2 separate regions of the Ovis aries genome follow, and region 1 is linked to region 2. The links are chromatin contacts, called in public Hi-C maps. All regions are on one chromosome and are shown on one strand. Each heading gives the region's core, a stretch centred on a gene start, on an enhancer-like site or on the middle of the called end of the contact. The rest is flanking DNA. Distances are from core to core; before and after follow the strand shown. Region 1 has its middle 67 kb from the start of SOWAHC. Region 2 holds the start of SH3RF3 (SH3 domain containing ring finger 3).

Evidence for each region. A called contact is a pair of places that touch in the nucleus more often than the background predicts.
Region 1: a Hi-C map of liver shows a contact between it and region 2, with 10 times the contacts expected there. The contact joins the enhancer-like site here to the promoter of SH3RF3 in region 2. A contact is called at or near these places in 4 of 16 Hi-C or Micro-C datasets (hypothalamus, liver, muscle and 1 more).

The regions. Positions count from the first base shown.
Region 1 is chr3:62,541,809-62,544,508 of ARS-UI_Ramb_v3.0, forward strand. No RefSeq gene overlaps it. Among named protein-coding and RNA genes, the nearest start is that of SOWAHC, 67 kb to the left of the region's middle. Within about 2 kb of position 1,388, at least 30 of the 54 cell types and tissues checked have an H3K27ac peak or open chromatin away from gene starts, as enhancers often do. A contact at or near this core is called in hypothalamus and liver, where this site is marked.
Region 2 is chr3:62,245,261-62,247,960 of ARS-UI_Ramb_v3.0, forward strand. It overlaps SH3RF3 (SH3 domain containing ring finger 3), which reads left to right and starts at 1,439. Exons shown (of 10, transcript XM_027966794.2): 1 at 1,439-2,700. The coding sequence starts at 2,507.

The sequences.
Region 1 (2,700 bases), core at 138-2,637, 300 kb after region 2:
TTCGGGAGTCCTCACTCACATTTGGAAGCCAAAAATCACTGATGGCTGTGCTGTTTCTTGTTTATTAATATGGCAGTAGATATTTTTATTTCACATAGGACAAAACAGCAGCAGAACTTGAACTGAGGCTGTTCATCTTGCAGTGGTAGCGCTGGGGTCAGCAGGCACGGGGGAGGGGCAAAATCAGCAGAAAATCACACGTGGAGAGAGTTTTAACTAGCTGTAGTGTGTTTCAGTTGGAGAAGGCAATAGCAACCCACTCCAGTACTCTTGCCTGGAAAATCCCATGGACGGAGGAGCCTGGTAGGCTGCAGTCCATGGGGTCGCAAAAAGTCAGATACGACTGAGTGACTTCACTTTTACTTTTCACTTTCATGCATTGGAGAAGGAAATGGTAACCCACTCCCAGTGTTCTTGCCTGGAGAATCCCAGGGACAGCAGAGCCTGGTGGGCTGCTGTCTATGGGGTCGAACAGAGTCGGACACAACTGATGTGACGCAGCAGCAGCAGCAGTGTGTTTCAGTACCCACTTTTCCATACAGGAACAGAATCCAGCCACTCTGGACTGCACACCATCACCTTTTCCCTTTCCTGTACTGGGTTGGGTAAGCTCTAATATTTCTCCCTTCTGAAAGCCCTCTCCAACCCCCCACCCCCACCCCCCCCCACCCCCCCCACCCCCTCTGCTCATCTCTGCTATGTTTGTAAAAGAACGTTCTTGGACTTACAGGGAAATTTGATCCATATGGGCTGGACAGTCTACACTTCTCTTATAAAACTGCTCTTTTGTAAGAGTTCTTCTATAGCCAAGTATCTCTGAACAACAGAAAAATGTTTTTCCAGGAAAAAAGCGATAGCCAAACTCCCAAAATTAGTATCAGCACCCTCTCTCCCTTATCTATCATTTCATTCATTGTAACCAGAATTTATAAAATTTCCTGGTCTGTGGCAGGTACATACTGGGGCGCAGAGATAAAGGCCATCTGGTCCCCAACCTCCAGTAGTTACTCTAATGAGGAATGTGCTTATGATGGAAGTCTTCTGGACCGAGGAGTTTCTGGCACAGGTGACAGAACCTCAGCCAGCTGAGGCTGGTGGCAGCTCAGGGTCCTACAGTGAGTGGGAAATTGAGCCCCTCCAAGGCCCAGCCCCCTCCTGTCGGTCTGCTGCTTCCCATCAGTAGAGCACACGGTGACCACACCCTGGGACACCCCCTGGTTGGGAGGACTTTGCAAGCCCCAGCTGGCTCTCCTCCTTTCACACAGCTTCCTTCTTCCTGCACACGCAGTGACCTCAGGCTCTGAACAGTGCCTTCGTGACAGTTCCTCCCCAGCCCAGCCTTGGCTTCCATTTCTACCTAACTGCACTGCCTGGGTGGAGCGGGTTCCTCCCCAGGACAGGCCGTGTCTGGTTCTTCAGGTTTCACCACGTTCTGAGCAGTCAGCCCTGTCCCTGCTCTGAGGCAGGTTCTTTATAAACAACAACCGGCTGAGGCCTGAGGTCTGTCCCAGCAGAACTGCAGTGTTTACAGCAGCTCTGCCAGCAGCTCAGCAAATGTGCTGGAAGAAAAACAGACCTACTTACCAGCCACAGTCGATGACTGGGAGAAACTTCCCTTGTATAATACCTAACGATGGTGGTTTCTGCCTAAACCTGGGGGCCTGGGGAGAGCCACTCCGGGGTGTGTCCTGTGATCTACTGAGGGCAGAGAGCTCAGCTGAGGTGCTCCTTCCGGGGCCGGTTTCCAGGTCTGCTCAGAGCTGGGCCAAAGCAGGAGGGCTCTGTTGACTTCACACTTGGCAAGGGCCTCAAGCAGCAGCCAGTTCGGGTCTGGAGTGGGCCTTGTGCAGCACTCTGCAAGGGCTGCCAGCCCCAGAAGTGGGACCTGGAGCTTTTTCAACAATCTTGATCTCAGGTCCAGGCTCAGGCTCCTCCTGTCCCTTTCCCTGCCACTGAGGGGTGGGAGGAGGATGGAGGTGGGGACCACAGCAGCCAGCTGGAAAGCCTGTACATTGAAACTGATCCTTTGTGAGGGCCCTGGGGAATGCAGCCTTGCTTTTGAAACTGAGTCCCCCTAAAACCGAGCTTCCTCACTACATCTATGATTAACCTCTCCGTCTATAACTTTATTCCCTTTCTTGTCCCCTCTGACCTCCATCCTGTGCTCACTGAACACTAATCAACCAGGGTTAGGTGACTAAGATTGCTGTTATTGATAAAACTGTACATAACAGTCATACTAATGAAAATCACTACCAGTGTTAAGGTCACACATGCAGGTCATTTCTCCAGTGCAAGGTGAGCTCACAGACCCCTGAGCCATGAACTGCCAGAGGCATCCTGACTCCTGAAGCCATGGTGAAGAAATGTCACAGGATTATGATTAATCTCAGACCCTTTGTTCCTCTCTTAAAACACTTCCAACTCAAAGACCAAGCTGGAGGGGATCTGAGGCTCATCTCCACTCCCGTGCTCCATGCCAGCAAGTAAATCCTCACTGCAGACTCCTGGCATCCCAGGAGCCCTTGCCTACTTTGAAATCCATCATAGCCTCAAGCATCCTGGAGAGTTCCTGATCAGTGCTCAGTTTCTGCCTCTCACCACCCAGGGAGAGTGGCCACAGCAAGAAGCCAGCACAATGGCAGATTATGGCTGCCTCTCTATGAGCATTCAGAACAGCAAACTTATAGGGATGGGGAG
Region 2 (2,700 bases), core at 189-2,688:
AAATGCTTCTGGCTCATCCTCCTCGTGGGCCACAGTCCTCAGCCCCGGAGCCCCTGTTGAGGCTTTTTTATTTTTACAGTGTGATGAAATATACCAGCTCACCCATTTTAGGTGTTCAGTGGCATTAAGTACATGTCTGCTGTCATCACACTATCTCTCCTGAGTCAGATTCCTCCTTGTCCCAAGAGACCACATTCAGGGCTGCCCACCCAAGCCTTCCCAAGACCCATGCATCCTCAGGCTGGCTGGTCACCAAGCCTGACTTCCTCCTGCTCCACCATCAGCCTGAGCTCTACTAGCACACCCATTGTTCCCTGTTCTCCTGCCAATCAGGTGTCTTCTCGGCTCCTCACATTGTACCTTTGACCTTGCAGATGCCCTGCTCGGGGGTCCTTTCACCTCCTTCATGAGGCTGAAGGCCTCCTCCTTGAAGCCCTCCAGGCCGCCCTTCATGGCGACATTTCAGTGCAGACAGCAAGTTCTGAGGATGTGCTGTGAACTTTCTCTCGCTGACTCTCTGGGGCCAGGGCTGTACCCTACATGATGAATGCATGCTCAGGTACATGGATAATAGACTGAGCATATGACTCAGGATTGGCTGCCCAGTTGATGCTAGTGGTAAAGAGCCTACTTCACACTGTAGGATACATAAGAGATGCTGATCCGATCCTTGTGTCAAGAGGATCTCCAGAAGGGAATGGCAACCAGTATTCTTGCCTGGAGAATCCCATGGACAGAGGGGCCTGGTGGGCTACATACAGTCCATGGGGTCACACAGCGTTAGAGGTGACTGAAGCGACTTAGCATGCACGAATACGCATACGATTCTGGCTGGATACCCTGAACCAAGATGTGCATTCAAATCACCACTAGGCAATGACTTGGAGACCATTTTTCCATTAATTTCACAAATGTTTACTGAGCACCTAGTATGTGCCTGGTGTTTCCCTAGGCACTGGGGATATTCCAGTGTAAAACTATGTGGCTTGTCAGGAACTTGTATCACAGTGGACTGAGATCTTTTCTATGCCTTCAGTTCTGGAGACACAAAGATTTTAAAAATCCAGCTGCAATGATTTCATAAGCATAAGCTTCATTTTCCTTGCATGCAAAAATGAGGTTAAAGTTATCTCATAGGGCCGTTTAGAGGATTAAATAAAAAGATGAACGTTTTTGGCATTGACGCCTCAACAGATATTATTTTCTCCCTGAAACGTCAAAAAAGACACACACAGCTTCACAAACCTCAAGACAGCCTGACCAGCCGTCAGGCTCTCGCGCCTTTCTTCGGTAGCCCAGTCCTGGACCAGGCAGTGTCGGCCTCGGCGGGGCCCAGAGCGGCCACGAGGGGGCAGCGCTCGGCAGGGAATCTGCGCCACCGGCCGCGGCCCCGCGGCCCCCGGGCCTCCGTGCGCTCTTGCGTCGCTCTGACGCGCCCGAAGGCGGGCGCCGGGAAGGAGACCGCTGCTCCCCTCGTCTGCGCCTCCGGAGGAGGGATCGAGCGCGTCCCCAGGGCGGCCCGTGAGAGGCTGGGGTCCGGCAGGCAGCGGCGCAGGCTCGGACCCGCGTCGCCGGGAGGACTCCAGCGCCCTCCCCCCTCCGCCTCGCCCGGCGCCCCGCGCGCCCACCCGACTCTGGGGCTGTCACTTCCGCGCGCCGCCAGGCAGGGGACCGGCCGTCGTCGAGGAGGATGCCCGGGTGCTGGCTGCGTCCCCAGGCTGCTGGCAGGCGCTGCCCAAGGAGGCGGTCGGGATAGCGCCGCCCAAACTTTCCTTCGCTGCAGCGTCAGGCGGAAACATCCCGCTCAGAGGCTCACGGAGAGCGCAGGAGGCTCTGTCGCCAGAGGGGACAGGCCCGGGCCTGCGCTGGGGAGCGCCCTGGAGTTCCTGGGGACGCTGAAGGCGCCTTAAGAACAGGACTGGTGTCCGGCCTGCGCCCAGGCGGGTCAGGTCCAGGGCGCGGCTGCCCCTTCCCGGCGCCCCGCAGTGACCGTGACCTCCGCGCGCTCCCCGCGCACGTGCTCGCGGCCGAGGACGAGGAGGGGTCTGGCTGCACCCGCTGGGCAGCGGCTCGCGGGGAGGCCCAGGGCGCACCGAGGCAGTGCGGGGGAGCGCGCACGCCGCGCCCCCGCCTCCCCCGGGATCGGACTGGCGGCTGAGAGCTCAGAGCCGCCGGGTGTCTTGCCCGCCCGGCGGCGCCGCTGGAACCCGTGCCGGCCGGACTCGCAAAGGAGGGACAGGTGTAGCCTGCATCTGCGGGCGCTGCGCTCCGAAGCACTGGGTGGGCTCGGCGGTCCGGAGGGGGCTTGCGGGACTCGGAGCTCCGGTCCCTGCCGCGCAGGCCAATTGGCACCCCTTGGCGCTGCCAGCCTCAGGGAAGGAAGTCGCGGTGTAGCCCGGTCCCCAAGCGGCCGTCCAGGCGCGACCCTGGCTCCCACTGCCCGCGGCGGCGCCCGCAACGGCCCCGGGACCTAAAGGTGCGCGCGGTCGCCGCCGGCGCCGCCCCCATGCTGCTCGGAGCGCCCAGGCTGTGCGCATCCCGGGCGGCCGCCGCGGCGCAGAGAGAAGACGACGGCGACAGGCTGGGCGGGGACATGGACGAGTCGTCGCTGCTGGACCTGCTGGAGTGCTCCGTGTGCCTGGAACGCCTGGACACGACGGCCAAGGTGCTGCCCTGCCAGCACACCTTCTGCCGCCGCTG